Regions from separate parts of the Mus musculus genome. Here regions 1 and 3 are each linked to region 2. The links are chromatin contacts, called in public Hi-C and promoter capture Hi-C maps. All regions are on one chromosome and are shown on one strand. Each heading gives the region's core, a stretch centred on a gene start, on an enhancer-like site or on the middle of the called end of the contact. The rest is flanking DNA. Distances are from core to core; before and after follow the strand shown.

Region 1 (4,566 bases), core at 1,815-4,314, 120 kb after region 2:
TGAGGCCAACTACCCAGACTTTAGGCGACATCATCTAGGCAACTCCTTTTTCAAACAACACCAAAATGGAATCTATTTCTATTACCCAAAGACAATTCCATCTGATGCCTAGCAACTTAACTAGCCAGACGTTTAGTCTCAAATGATGGCAATATTCCAATTCCAGCAATTTCTTGGGGGTAAAGAACACCCTACACTGGCCAGGGATAGCACCATATGCCTTTAATTCTAACATTCTGAAGGCACATTCGGGTTAATCCCTGTGAGTTCAAGGTCAGCCTGTCTATATGGAATTGGACTGACTTTTTAATTTATTTATTGAGATAGGGCCTCACAGTTTACCTTGAAGTCCAGGTTGGTCTTGAACTCACAGAGTTCTGCCTGTCTCTTCCTCTACATTAAAGGTGTGTGGCAGCAGGTCTGGAATACTGTTAGTTCTTTGAGGCAGAGTCTCATTCTATAGGCCTTGCTGGCCTGGAAATCACAGAGGTCTTCCTGCTTCTGCCTTCTTTCCAGGCCTTGCCATCAAACCTGGCCCAGCTGACTTCAGATACATTAGGGTTAGAGTTCAGACTTGCTTATAGAGCAGAATCCTCTGGACATGTCTGAAACAGACCAAGGCAATTCTGATTTAATTGGTCTCAGGTGGAGCCCAGGCAGAAGTGGCTTTAAAAGTTTCCCAAGTGACAGGGCACCAAGATGGCTCAGTAGGGGAGGGTGCTTGCTGCTGAGCCTAAAATCCTAAGTTTGGTCCCCAGGACCCACATGGCAGAAGGAAAGAACCCATTCCCACAGTTGTCCTCTGTCCTCTACATTCATGCCATCTGCATGTACTAAATAAAATAAAATAAATAGCTATGTTGATTATAAGTACAGCCAATGGTGAGACTATGGATCTGGGGTCTTCTATCCATTTTACTCCTCTGCCTGTCCCTCATATTGAGAGCTGAACCTAGGGTCTTGCTAGGCAAGTAGTGTGCCACAGAGTACAATTCCTTCTCTGAGACAAAGTCTTCCTATGTAGCCCTGGCTGGCATGTAACTCACTATATAGACTAAGCTGGCCTCGAACTTACAAAGTGCTGGGATTAGACACATTGCCACCATATCAGATCTCTTTACCTTTTTTTTTTTTTTTCAGATTCTTTTGTAGCTTCTAGTAGATGGGATTGCAGGCCTGGTTTCTCTCTCTCTCTCTCTCTCTCTCTCTCTCTCTCTCTCTCTCTCTCCTGTGTGTGTGTGTGTGTGCATGTGTTTGTGTCCCCGTGTGTGTCCCCGTGTCTATGTGTCTGTCTGTCTCTTTCTGTATGTCTGTCTATCTGTCTCACCTCAACCTTGGTCTGTGCTAGAGATTGAACCTAGAGCCTCCTGTATGCTGTGTATGCTAACCTACCTGTGCTCCAGCCTGAAGATCTTGAGTTGTGTGTGCACACATTCATTCATGTGTGTGTGTGCGTATGTGTGTGTGTGCGCGCGTGCGTGGAGAGGCCAGAGGTGATGTCTTCCTCTCCTTTTTTTAGTTTTTCAAGACAGGGTTTCTCCTGGCTGTCCTGGAACTCACTCTGTAAACCAGGCTGGCCTCGAACTCAGAAATCCGCCTGCCTCTGCCTCCCAAGTGCTGGGATTAAAGGCGTGCGCCACCACTGCCCAATTTCTCCACTTTATTTTAAGACAGGGTCTCTCACTGAACCCAGAGCTCACTGATTCAACTAGACCTGCTGGCCGATGATCCAGCGATTCGCTTCTCCCTGCCCACATTGCTGAAGCTATAGACTCATTGCTCAGCTTTTACCCTGTGCTAGGGATGGAAGCTCAAGCCCTCCTGCTTGGGCCATGGTCTGGTTGTCGTTTTGATACAGGGTCTCACATTGTAGCTCAACAGTATGAGGGCCTCAAGATTGAGGTGGTCTCCTACCTTGGCTTTCCAAATACTGGGATTATAGACGTAAGCCACTATGCCCAGCTTAACTCAAGACCCTCTCTTCAGAAGAGGAATCTAGAGTCGGCACCGTGCTCTTCTCTGCTCTCTGCTGAGCCCTCTCTTACCTGCCTCCAAGTACTCCGCTGAGCAAGTCACAGAAAGACTGGCAAGAAGCCACAAAAGCAGAGCTATATTCCGCAGTGAAGCCTGTTATGGGGTGCAGGACACATCACCCTCAGAAATAACCCAGTAAGTAAGCTGGATGAGGGTCGTCAGCCGAAACTCATTTCTCGAAAGGAAATTAACGTCTGTCTCCAGCCTAATGAGGACCTGCGCTTCTGGCTTTTGTTGTTTTGTTTTGAAAACCGGGTCTCACTGTGTAGCCCTGGCTAGTTTGGAACTCAGGATGTAGACCAGGCTGACCTCAAATTCCCAGAAACCTACTCGCCTCTGCTGGGATTAAAGGCACAAGCCACCCCACCCCACCCTCCAGTTTCCTGGTTTTATTAACATTTGTTACAGTGAAGGCACCAATCAGTACATTTTTAAATCCAATAATTCCCATTTCCTGAGATTTTACGTAATGTTGTTTTTCTCTTCTTACTGGCATCTCAGCCAAAATATCAGGTTATAGTTTGTCAACTTTCTCTACTGTAGTTACACACACACACACACACACACAAATAAATCAATGTAACTTCTGTTTTTGTTTTTTTGTTTTTTGTTTTTTTTTTTTGAGACAAGGTTTCTCTGTGTAACCCTGGCTCTCCTGGAACTCACTCTGTAGCCCTGGCTGGCCTGGAAATCACATATCCACCTGCCTCTGCCTCCTGAGTGCTGGGATTAAAGATGTGTGCCACCAGGCCCAACCAGGTTTAGCTTTTGTTGTTGTTGTTTGTTTTTTTGAGGCAGGGTTTTTCTGTGTAGTCCTGGCTGTCCTGGAACTCACTTTGTAGACCAGGCTGGCCTTGAACTCAGAAATCCGCTTGCCTCTGCCTCCCAAGTGCTGGGATTAAAGGCGTGCACCACCACGCCCGGCAGCATTTTTTAAAAATAAAAACAGGTGTGTTCAGATTACCAAAAGAGAACAATTCGGTAGTTCCCACAACCCAATGCAAGACTGACTCAAATCATAATTAGGTCTAGGGAGACCTCCTGTGGTTAAACTTGGGTATAGCTTCCCAGTGTCCGCTTTCCAGGCCTGGTCATTCCTAATGAATCCAAGAGTTCTCTCTTCACCCCAACCAGCCTCAGGCAAAATCTAAGAACATTCTGGGAGCATCACTACCAGTAGAGGCCAGATACACGCTGAGCTTCCTATAACGTTCGGGATCACCCTGAAATTTAAAAATTTGAGGCCAAGAGCTGTGAATACAACTATAATGGAGAGAGCCAAAGATCCTCATTTTTGGGGGGGGGGGTGCTGGAGAGATGGTTCAGTGGTTAATACTACTGAATGCTCTTCCAGAGGTCCTGAGTTCAATTCCCAGCAACAACATGGTGGCTCACAACCATCTATAATGGGATCCGGTGTCCTCTTCTGGTGTGTCTGAAGACAGCTACAGTGTACTCATATATGCATAAAATAAATAAATCCTTTTAAGAAGGTTGTGGAGAGATACATTCTTTTATTTATTTAGGATTTTAAAAACACATTTTGTTTATTTTTGCTTTGCTTTGGAGACAGGGTCTCACAGGCTGTCTTAAACTTACTAGGTATTTCAGGTTAGCCTTGAACTTTTAGCAATCCTGCCTCAGCCTCCCGCAAGCTGGGATTACATTTCCCAGCTGTGTAAAACAGTTCCAGGGGATCTGAGAAGCTCACACAGATACACATGCAGGTGAAACACTAATGCACATAAAATAAAAATAAATAACTTAAAAGTTTCTTGATTAATGATCATACTCTGGCTTTAAAAAAATGTCCTTTTTTATTTTGTGTGTTGGGGTGCTGTGCACACATGCCATCATATGCCTGCCATCATATGCCATCAGTGGTCAGGGGACAGTTTGTGAGAGTCAGCTCTCTTCCACCACATGGGTTGCTGTCCTCACCCTGGACAGCAAGAAACTTTGCCTGCTGATTCATCTCGCCCTCCTCCCACCCCCACCCCACCCCCATCTGCTCTTTTTTTTAAAATTTATTTATTATATGTAAGTGCACTGCAGCTGTCTTCAGACACACCAGAAGAGGATACCGGATCCCATTACAGATGGTTGTGAGCCACCATGTGGTTGCTGGGATTTGAACTCAGGACCTTTGGAAGAGCAGTCGGGTGCTCTTACCTGCTGAGCCATCTCACCAGCCCCACTCTTTTTTTTTTTAAAGATTTATTTATTATTATATCTAAGCACACTGTAGCTGTCTTAACCTAACCCTGATGCACCAGAAGAGGTCGTCAGATCTCATTACAGATGGTTGTGAGCCACCATGTGGTTGCGAGGATTTGAACTCAGGACCTTCGGAAAAGCAGTAGGTGCTCTTAACCACTGAGCCATCTCTCCAGCCCCCACGGCTGCTCTTATATTGGACACAGGCTCACTCTGTAGCTCTGGTTGGCCCAGACCTTACTGTGTACCAGACTGATCTCAAAGAGTGCCGGGATTAAAAGTGTGGACCAAGTGGGGCGGTGGTGGCACACACCT
Region 2 (4,580 bases), core at 452-2,951:
CTAGACAATGGCAGCCCACAGGAGGTTGTAGCACCAGGTGTGGGGCTTCACACCATTAACCCCAGCATGCAGGAGGAGGCAGAGGCAGGTGGATCTCTGAGTTTGAAGCCAGCCTGGTCTACAAAGCAAGTTCTAGGACAGCCAAGGCTACCCATAGGGAAAAAGACAGACAGACAGACAAGTAGGTTGCATTAGTCAGCAAGTTCTCTAACACAGAATTATGTCCCCAAACTTCTTTTTACTTCTTATTTTGAGACAAGGTGTCACTAAGCTGCCCAGGAAGGCCTCAAACCTGACATCCTCCTGCCTCAGCCTCCTGAAGAGCTGGGGTTACAGGTCTATATTGCTGGGTCTAGCCAATAACTGCTTCTGAGGTTAGTGGATGAATACATTCAATGTTTTTTTTTTTTTTTTTTTTTTTTTAAGCAGCGTGTGACATATTAACAAAGTAGCTCTCTGTAGACATCTAGGTCTGACCATCCCAGCTAATAAGTCTGAGCCAAGGCACTTCACACATTCGTCCCCGTTATCTAGCATTTGCTTGCCTGAGACCACATGCCTTGAAAGGGTCTTGTTAGTGTGTCACGATTCCAGAACACAAATAGCCCTTGATCCAAGTTTGTGGAGTCGGCCTTGGAGCTAAATATGCCTCACTGACATGTTTTATTTGGCCCACAGAATGCTGCCTCTTTTTTTTTTCCTTTCTTTCTTTTTAAGCTACATTAGCTGCCAACACTTCAAAAGAAAGAGACTTCACGGAAGAACCCAGACTCCCAGCTCTTTAGAAACTGAAAGATCTGGTAATGCAGGTGCGCGGTGTCGTTAAACTCATAACCACCCATGGCTCCGCAGCTGTTGCCTCCTTAGCTGAGCCGTGTGTCCTCCTCCACCACAGCATCCACCGCTCCTTCCATCCTGATCCTTTCTGTTCCCAGGCAGGTATCCTGTATGCCTAGCCTTTCCGTAGCCATTTGTACTTAAGATCCTGTACTGTGGTGGGGTGTCATGTGCTACCGAGGCCCCTAACCTCCAGCACTAGCTGGTAACGCTACTGTGTCTCATCTCCCTGCTTGAAAACAGATGTGCACACAGGTATGGTGGCACATTCCTGTAATCTCAGCAGCTGGGCACCGAGGCAGGAGAATCTCTGTGACTTCCAGGCCAGCCTGGTTTACATAGTGGAGTTCTAGAGCTACATAGTGAGGCCCTGTCTTGGAGGAGGAGGAGGAGGAGGAGGAGGAGGAGGAGGAGGAGGAGGAGGAGGAGGAGGAGGAGGAGTCAAGGCACAAAGGCTTGATTGCGCTGCGTGAGACCCTGTCTCAAATAAACAAATCATTATTTAAAAGGATAAAACTGGAAAGGCTGGCAGAGCTATCTGACTGGCACCTGCTCTTTCCTTTTTCTAACAAGCCTCCCTTCCCATCAGCTCCATCCGCCCACCTCATTGCCAGGCTGTTATTTCCCTTAAACCTAGGGTACCTTCTTCCCAGCTCCCCCCGCTTCCTTCCTCTCTCAGTAAACAAGCACGTTGGTCCCCCTCTGCCTTCAGAGTTTTACCGTTAATCACGGCGGGGGAACAGACAGGAAATAACAACCGGGACGTGGCGAAGTTTAAGACGACTTGCCAGTCTTAGTCACAGCCCTGGTGCCCTGAAATGAGCGCACCTGGAAGAGCGCTCCTCCCTTTGCGAGCCTCTCAAAGCAGGTAGGATGGGCAGAGAGGGGCTGTACAGTGCCGCCGAGAACAGCGGGAGAAGCCCTGCCTTGACTGGGAGCAGCCGTTAGGTGGCAGCACAGGGCACGTCTTTCCAGGTCTTTCCACAACGGATGGGCCAAAGTGAGGCACCGAATTTTCTAGGAAGGGATAACCTAGAACCATATCAGGGCAGGCATTTGGGCTGAGACCAGCGAAAAGTGAGTCAGCCAAGACTCCCCGTGACACCGTGCTGTCTGGCAGCCAGCTGGGGCACGCGGGTGTCTGCTTCCTCTGGTAGAAGATTCTACGGCAGACCTTAGGCCCAATAGAATATTTTCACCCTGACATCTAGATTTTAACTTTTATTTTAATGTTTTTTTCCCTCTCTCTAGTTTTGTTTTTTGTTTCTTTGAGATAGCATCTCATGTAGCCCAGGCTGGCCTCAGACTCCCTCTGTGATCAGGAATGACCTTAAATGACGGATCTCATTGCTTCTGCCTCCAAGGGCTGAGCTTAAATGAATGCCACACGACACCTCGATCTTAAAGGCAAGCCATCCGAAGCCCAGACATTGGCCTGCCCTCCTGTTGGTTCTGTGCTGGGAACCCATTCCAGTGTGGGTATGGCTTCACTAGTGCCAGCCGAGTATATGTCTGTCCTCTGGTTTCAAAGTATTAATGGACGTCTACTTGGTATAACTAAAGTACTATTAACTTGAGCCAGGCATGGTGACATAGGTCTGGAATCATCCCTAGGGAGGTGGAGGTAGGAGGTTAGAAGTTCAAAGCCAGCCTCATCTACATAGTTGGCTATGCAGCAAATTCAAGGTCAGCTTGGGCTACATGATAGCCTGTCTCTGGGGTAGGGAGTTGGGGGACTAATTTGATTTTTCCTAGTTTCTAGTGTGAAACTAGGGGGAGAATCTTTGCACGTGGTAGAGTGGGCTTATGGGACACGGGTAAAGAAAAACAAGCTTTCTTTCTGCCTCCAGCTACCTATCCACTTGGGAGAAACGTGAGAGCCTATAGTCCAGATAGCGGGAGTCTGCAGCCTCAGCGCTCCATGCTGAATGGAATGCAAGCCTTTTTAGGGAACTAGCTGGTACAATCGTGCCTCTTATCAAGAGTGGCCTAGCATTACAGGGCCGGGCCATGCACACCCAAAATAACTCACCAGTCCTCTCAAATGACATTAGTAAAACCAAATGTATTCCTAGAATTTAAACACAGGCTCAAACAACTGCCCCCGTAACAAAACCGTGTTCTCAGACTTCAACTAATTTAGGGGACAGGTCAGTGATCAAAGCAAAGAAAGGCCTTATTATAAGGTAGCATTGGCTTGAAGGCTCTGGCCTCAGAAGGGAAATTTCCCTAGAAAACAACTCCTGATTCAAAGCTTACTGGTTAAAAAAAAAAAAAAAAAAAAAAAAAAAGAAGCAAGTCCAGGACTCCCAGCAGGCGGAGTCTGCGACTCTGAAACTATGAAGTCCCAGAAGCAGCTTCAGCTCTCCCTCAATGGACACTTGAAACCACACGGTGCAGGCATGCCTCAGAAAAAGGCAGCCTTTATGCTGAGCAGACCTCCTTGGAGCCTCAGCATGGTGGTACACACTTGTAATCCCAGCACTAGGGAGGCTAAGGCAGAAGGGAGTTTGAGGACCAGCCTGGGCTACATAGAGACTTTCAAGCAAACCTAGGCTATAAGCAAGAATCTATCTCCAAAAAGTGAATACTAAGGTTCATACTAAGGCAGGGCACTGGATATCACAAGATCTTATGAGGTGCAGGCAGACAGGAGGATCGGGACTTCCTTGCCTATATAGCTAGCTAAAGGACAAGCTGGGATACATGTGACCCATTCTGAGTCTACCCAGGAGAAAAGACCACCAATAACAGAACATCACACTTCCTTTGCTAAAACAGTTCTTAGCTCAAGGAGTACAGATTCTAGAACACACACCAAACATGTGGGAAATGGCAATTAAGACATGCCACATTGGGAAAAGAATAAACACACAAAACAAAACAAAATAAAAAAGAAATACCGCATCAGACATCAGGGCCAGTGAACCAGTGAACTGGCTCGACAAGTTGTCCTCAGACTTCCACAGGGACATACTCCACACTCGCATGCGCACACACACACACACAAACAAATGTATGGTTTTGAGACAGGGTCTGGCTGTGGAGCTCTAGCTGGCCTGGAACTCACTATGTAGACTAGGCTGGCCCGTCAAACTCACAAAAAATCTTCCTGCATCTGTCTCCAGTGTGCTGGGACTAAAGGAATTAATTAAAGCATTAAAAGGTCATGCACCATCATGACCTGAAGGGTAATTTTTTAAATAATAAAAAATGAAAGAAAGAAAAGAATATTCATCATTGAAGCCAGATGTGGTGACTCTTATACTCCCGTGTCTGAGGCAATTGTTACAACTATGAGTTTAGCGCATGGGCTGCACAGTGAGACTTGTCTTTAAAAATAAAACAGAGAGATACACACACACACACACACACACACACACACACACACACACACACACACACACGGGGGGGGGTGCCCTACTGGATGTATACAAACAAAAAGATAGTAAACCAGGCCTGGTGTCTTCAGCCTGTAATCCCAGATGCTCAAGAGACTGAGTCGAGGAGATCTTAAGTTCAAGAGTTGCCTGTGCTAAATGCAAGCTCATTTAGCCTGGGCAACTCAGCAAGACCCTGTCTCAGCACAGAATGCTTAGATAAAGAGAACAATGCTAGGGTGGGTGGCTGGGGGAATCATTCCAGAATCAATTTCCTGCCTGCTCAATGTCCTGTAGCCATTCAAGATGCTAACACGCTGGAGGGCAGCTTGAAGAATACATAAGCCTCCCCCATCTGTTGCT
Region 3 (4,127 bases), core at 886-3,385, 79 kb after region 2:
AAGTTCTTGACTAAGATACAGAGGCCCAGATGACCCTGCAAAACCAAATAACACCTTCCACAAGGCCCTCTCTTCCTCACCTCTCTGAGAATTCACTTCCCAGGCAGAAAGCATTCAGTTACCAAGCTAAACCAAGTAAACAAACGGAACAGGAAATGCCCTCCTCAGCGGCAGGTACCTTGGAAATGAGTTCGTCGTGATTGGCCAAGTGAGCTCGGCAGTGGATGCAGCTGTAGGTCCTGTGGCAGGAGGGTAGGTATGCCTGAAAAGTCTTGGATCTTGTCATCTTCACCATTGGCGCTGCTGAGCGTGGGGCAAACTCCGGGGCAGCCCACGAGGCACTCCCACAGGATGGGTCGCACGGGAAACAGCGAAAGACACAGGTAAAGGCCGTGGTTTGTCAGGGGGTGGGTGTGCGGCAGGCTCCACACACTGGTGATGTCTGCAGAAGGAGGACTCTCTAGCAGAGATCTAGAGCTGGTTCTCAGCAGCCTGCAGCAAAGGGAAAACAGCCATCAGCAGATGGAACAAAGCTGCCTATAAGAGGGGGCAATGGACACTGGACACATAAACCATCAGTTCCAGATTCTCTCTCGCTGTGTCCACTCTAGCCTGGCTGCTTAGATAGACAGAGGTTCAGTATTAGCACAGTATTTGCAAGAATTACACAGGCACCCAGCAAACTGGCATCGTCACCATCCCTGGTCAAAGACCAGACTGAAGATGGGCTCTGCACTGCCCCCAGGAAAAGACTCTGTACCTATCCACCACATACAACTGTCTTGTTTGTGTCTCATCTACTTTCAGATACCAAGAAGGTACCAGCCCTTGGAGCCACCACCTAGAGAGGCTTGAACCACATGACAGCCACATGACGAGGGTAGCCAGCTTGTTTGAGAACTAATTCCCTTTGTAACACCTTGCCAAGACAAGATGGCCAGTGTGGATGTTTGTGTATTTTAAAAGGTAAGTAGAAAACCATAATGACCATGAATTTCACAACTTCTTCCCAGTTTTCCCCGTCTCCCCCATTATGTCCCATAGGTAGAAGATTCTGCCATGTAGTCCCAGCTTTCTTGTTCTTCTGGAAACACAGGACACTAAGAGTGGGGGAGAGGAACAGGCTCCAGGTGGAGCCGAATGAATGAATGACTCTAAAGCTTCGCTTACCTGAGGCTCTGGCAACCTGTCTATTCCCTGGAGGCGTTCCCACTTGCCTACCTTCCCAGCAGAGCTGGGAGTGTTAATTAACACCTGCATCATGCTTTGAAGATTAAATTATTTAGAGAAATGGGGGAGGAAGACAAATAAAATAAGCTCTTCCTTGCTGGACTGTCTGGGATCCATCTGGACTTAAGAGAAAACCTGTGAATTATAATGTTCTTTTTCCTCTAAATCCACTAAAAGCAAGTCTTCCATGAAAGGCTGCATACCCTGTCCCCACCAACCTGCCTTTCATTCTTTCCACACCAGCCTTTGGGGCTCTCAACCTTTCGGAGTGGATAATACCACTGCCTAGCACTATAATGAAGACAAGAGTGGCTACTAGCCCTTATACGTCTCCACAGCACCCTTGAGCCAAGTAGGCTCCAAGTGTAACACACATCTCTCATGTGACTTGTCTAATTTCTAAAGGGATTCAGATTCAAACCCACAGGGGCCAGGGCACAATGTCTTCCCTGCTCAGTCTCCCACCTGTTCAGGATGAGGAATTGGGTTACACAGAGAAATGCTGGCAGGAGGCAGAGGTGGGAAATGACACCATACACTGTGCCTCAGAGTTAGGCACAGCCACAGCGGATGCCTTGGATCCCAAGCTGGCCTGCAGTGAGCAAAGGCTCAAAGGTGAAAGGGCTAAGTTACCATTCCCTGCCCTTCCACTGGGTTTCCTGGCACGTGCTCAATATTTCCAACACCCCAATTCTGCTGCTAGCAAGGACAAAAATTCCAGAAGGGGACATAGAGACATGGAAGCAGCATTCAGCCGAAGTTCACACCAAATGCCGCTGTTTTATTAGACGGTGGGAGTTCTTTTTGTTTGGTCTGGGTTTTGTTTGTTTGCTCTCTTCATAGCCCAAGCCGGCCTGGAACTTCTTGCCTCTGTTCCCTAGAGCTGGGATTAGAAGTGTGCAACACCATTACCAGCTGTCTAAGCCAGATGCTAAGTCCACAGCCGGGGCTGCCCGGTGGCCAGGATGAGCAGCACCGAACCCAGGTCTTACACAAACAGCAGCTCGAGAAAGGAAAGCAATGGCTCGGGCGGCCTTTCTGCTTTAGAGAGGCCACGCGGTGTGTTTTCTTAAGCACGCAGGCAGCCTCTCAATTATGCATTTCCCTGGAGTAGAATTATTTCTTTTCTCACCGCTCCTCTGTAGGAAGCCTAAAAAAAAGCAGAGGTTCCTGGTTATGCCCTGAATTCACAAACACTGAATTCACAGCTCTGTCTACAGAATAAAGATCTGTGGCATCTTAAGTACTGAGTAAGTCACATAGACCGGCGTAATGTGCCTCACCAAGACTGAGCTACCATATAAGTAATGGCCCAGGCTGCAAGGTACTGAAAAACCCTGAAAAGAATTGGGCCATGGGTGGGTTTGGTTTTGAGACGGGACCCTACATGACTTTGGCTGGCCTGGGACTTGCCAGGTAAATTAGGCTGGCCTTGAACTCAGAGATTCAAAAGGTTTGGAATTCTGAGCAAGTGGATTAAAGGTGTGTCCTGTCACGCCCTGAATTATTCCTCTTTAGTAATTTCACAAGCATCCTAAAAAAGGGACTTCTTTGGGGAAGGGAGACAAGCAGGTAGAAAGTATTAGTAGTTCTGGGTTCAAACTGGTCCAGACAAGCTGGAAAGACCTAGAAGAAAGGCAAGAATGGTAGTGAGACCAGGCCAGAGACAGCAGCAGTTAAGAGCATGCACTGCTCTGGCACAGGCAGCTGCAAGCACCCACAGCAGATGGCTCACAGCAGCCTGCAACCCCAGCTTCAGAGGATCCGATGCCTATGACCTCAGCGCTTGCACACCCACGTGCATGCTTCTCCTCCTTCTAAAATAAAACACCTTGCAAGGATGTCAAGGCAGTGGCAAGAGGCATTCTGTATCCAATGGGAAACCACAGGCCAAATAGAAAACAAAGATCAATACCAGACCTGATGAAGAGGGGGAAGGAAATCAACTAACCAGCCAGCGTTCCTCCCATCTGTAGCAGTCAGGGTTCTTAAGTAGCAAAGCCGACATGGGATTGGAGGGGCTCAAAGGATCTGGTCCAGCTAGCCCTACATTGGCCATCTACTCACAGATGGGCCAAGAATCCAGGAGACATTCAGAGGCAAATGTCTCGGCTGACCTTCTGCCTATGCCACACCTTTCTATGGGCTTTTCCAGCAGGCGTGGATCCAGATTAAATCGGGTCTTCCCATTTTCAAATTAAGAAAAATTCCTAGCTGGGTGGTGGTAGCACATGCCTTTAATCCCAACACTTGGGAGGAGGGTGTGGCAGACAGGGGGATGGGGACAGGCTGGATCTCTGTGAGTTCAAGGGAGTTCCAGAATAGCCAAAGCTACACAAGAGAAATCCTGTCTGGCCAAAAGAAGAGAGAAAAGAGAAGGGAAGAGAGAAGAGAGAGAAAAGAGAAGGGAAGAGAGAGAAAAGAAAAAAAAAAGAGACCCCTCACAGGTATACCTAGTCACTTGGGTTTTAATCCCAGATATAGTTGACAACCAAGAGCAGCCATCACATCATTTAAGGGAGATTTAAATTGCTTAATTTTCAATAAAGAGAATTGCATTGATTTTCCTGAGGAGGAAGGAATTATGCATGCAGGGTCACAGAACTCAGCACGTTTTAATTTCTGAACTTTGGTCCCTGCTAATGGTGGCATGGCATGCATGGAATCAAGAGTCCAACCTGTTGAGCATTTTGTGAAGTCCAATTGATTTCCAACGATAATCAAAAGCCTCGGGGCTTATGTACAATTTAAACAGCATTTTAAGTGAACTAATAATCTACGGTAGAGACTAAAGGGAGACTTTTCTACCAGCAGCAGCTGGCTCATGCTGCTCGCTTCAGAAAGAAAATGAGCAGTATTATGATTAAAAATAAAGATCTTAGCTATATCACAACCTC

Evidence for each region. A called contact is a pair of places that touch in the nucleus more often than the background predicts. Capture Hi-C pulls out chosen DNA fragments and counts their contacts.
Region 1: a Hi-C map of bone marrow-derived macrophages shows a contact between it and region 2, with 78 read pairs. The contact joins two enhancer-like sites. A contact is called at or near these places in 7 of 15 datasets of contacts at CTCF or cohesin (CD8 T cells, the G1E-ER4 cell line, the NIH/3T3 cell line and 3 more), 179 of 484 Hi-C or Micro-C datasets (2-cell-like embryonic stem cells, the AML12 cell line, the AtT-20 cell line and 91 more), 43 of 115 datasets of contacts at active chromatin or transcription factors (the 230-238 cell line, the NIH/3T3 cell line, T-cell acute lymphoblastic leukemia and 28 more) and 3 of 9 other capture datasets (adipose tissue, embryonic tail and liver).
Region 3: a contact with region 2 is called in a promoter capture Hi-C map of adipose tissue. The contact joins two enhancer-like sites. A contact is called at or near these places in 20 of 484 Hi-C or Micro-C datasets (the 63-12 cell line, CD4 single positive thymocytes, CD8 T cells and 16 more), 21 of 115 datasets of contacts at active chromatin or transcription factors (SST interneurons, bone marrow-derived macrophages, craniofacial prominence and 14 more) and 3 of 9 other capture datasets (adipose tissue, liver and pancreatic islet).

The regions. Positions count from the first base shown.
Region 1 is chr11:87,007,622-87,012,187 of GRCm38.p6, forward strand. No RefSeq gene overlaps it. Among named protein-coding and RNA genes, the nearest start is that of Ypel2, 16 kb to the left of the region's middle. Within about 2 kb of position 3,065, at least 73 of the 459 cell types and tissues checked have an H3K27ac peak or open chromatin away from gene starts, as enhancers often do. A contact at or near this core is called in bone marrow-derived macrophages, pancreatic cancer cells and stem cell-derived neural stem cells, where this site is marked.
Region 2 is chr11:86,892,585-86,897,164 of GRCm38.p6, forward strand. No RefSeq gene overlaps it. Among named protein-coding and RNA genes, the nearest start is that of Gm33742, 26 kb to the left of the region's middle. Within about 2 kb of position 1,702, at least 152 of the 459 cell types and tissues checked have an H3K27ac peak or open chromatin away from gene starts, as enhancers often do. A contact at or near this core is called in SST interneurons, adipose tissue, bone marrow-derived macrophages and 4 more, where this site is marked.
Region 3 is chr11:86,971,631-86,975,757 of GRCm38.p6, forward strand. Ypel2 (yippee like 2) reads right to left here. Exons shown (of 5, transcript NM_001005341.3): 2 at 179-492. The coding sequence starts at 295. Among named protein-coding and RNA genes, the nearest start is that of Gm51915, 9.0 kb to the right of the region's middle. Within about 2 kb of position 2,136, at least 37 of the 459 cell types and tissues checked have an H3K27ac peak or open chromatin away from gene starts, as enhancers often do. A contact at or near this core is called in SST interneurons, adipose tissue, muscle stem cells and 1 more, where this site is marked.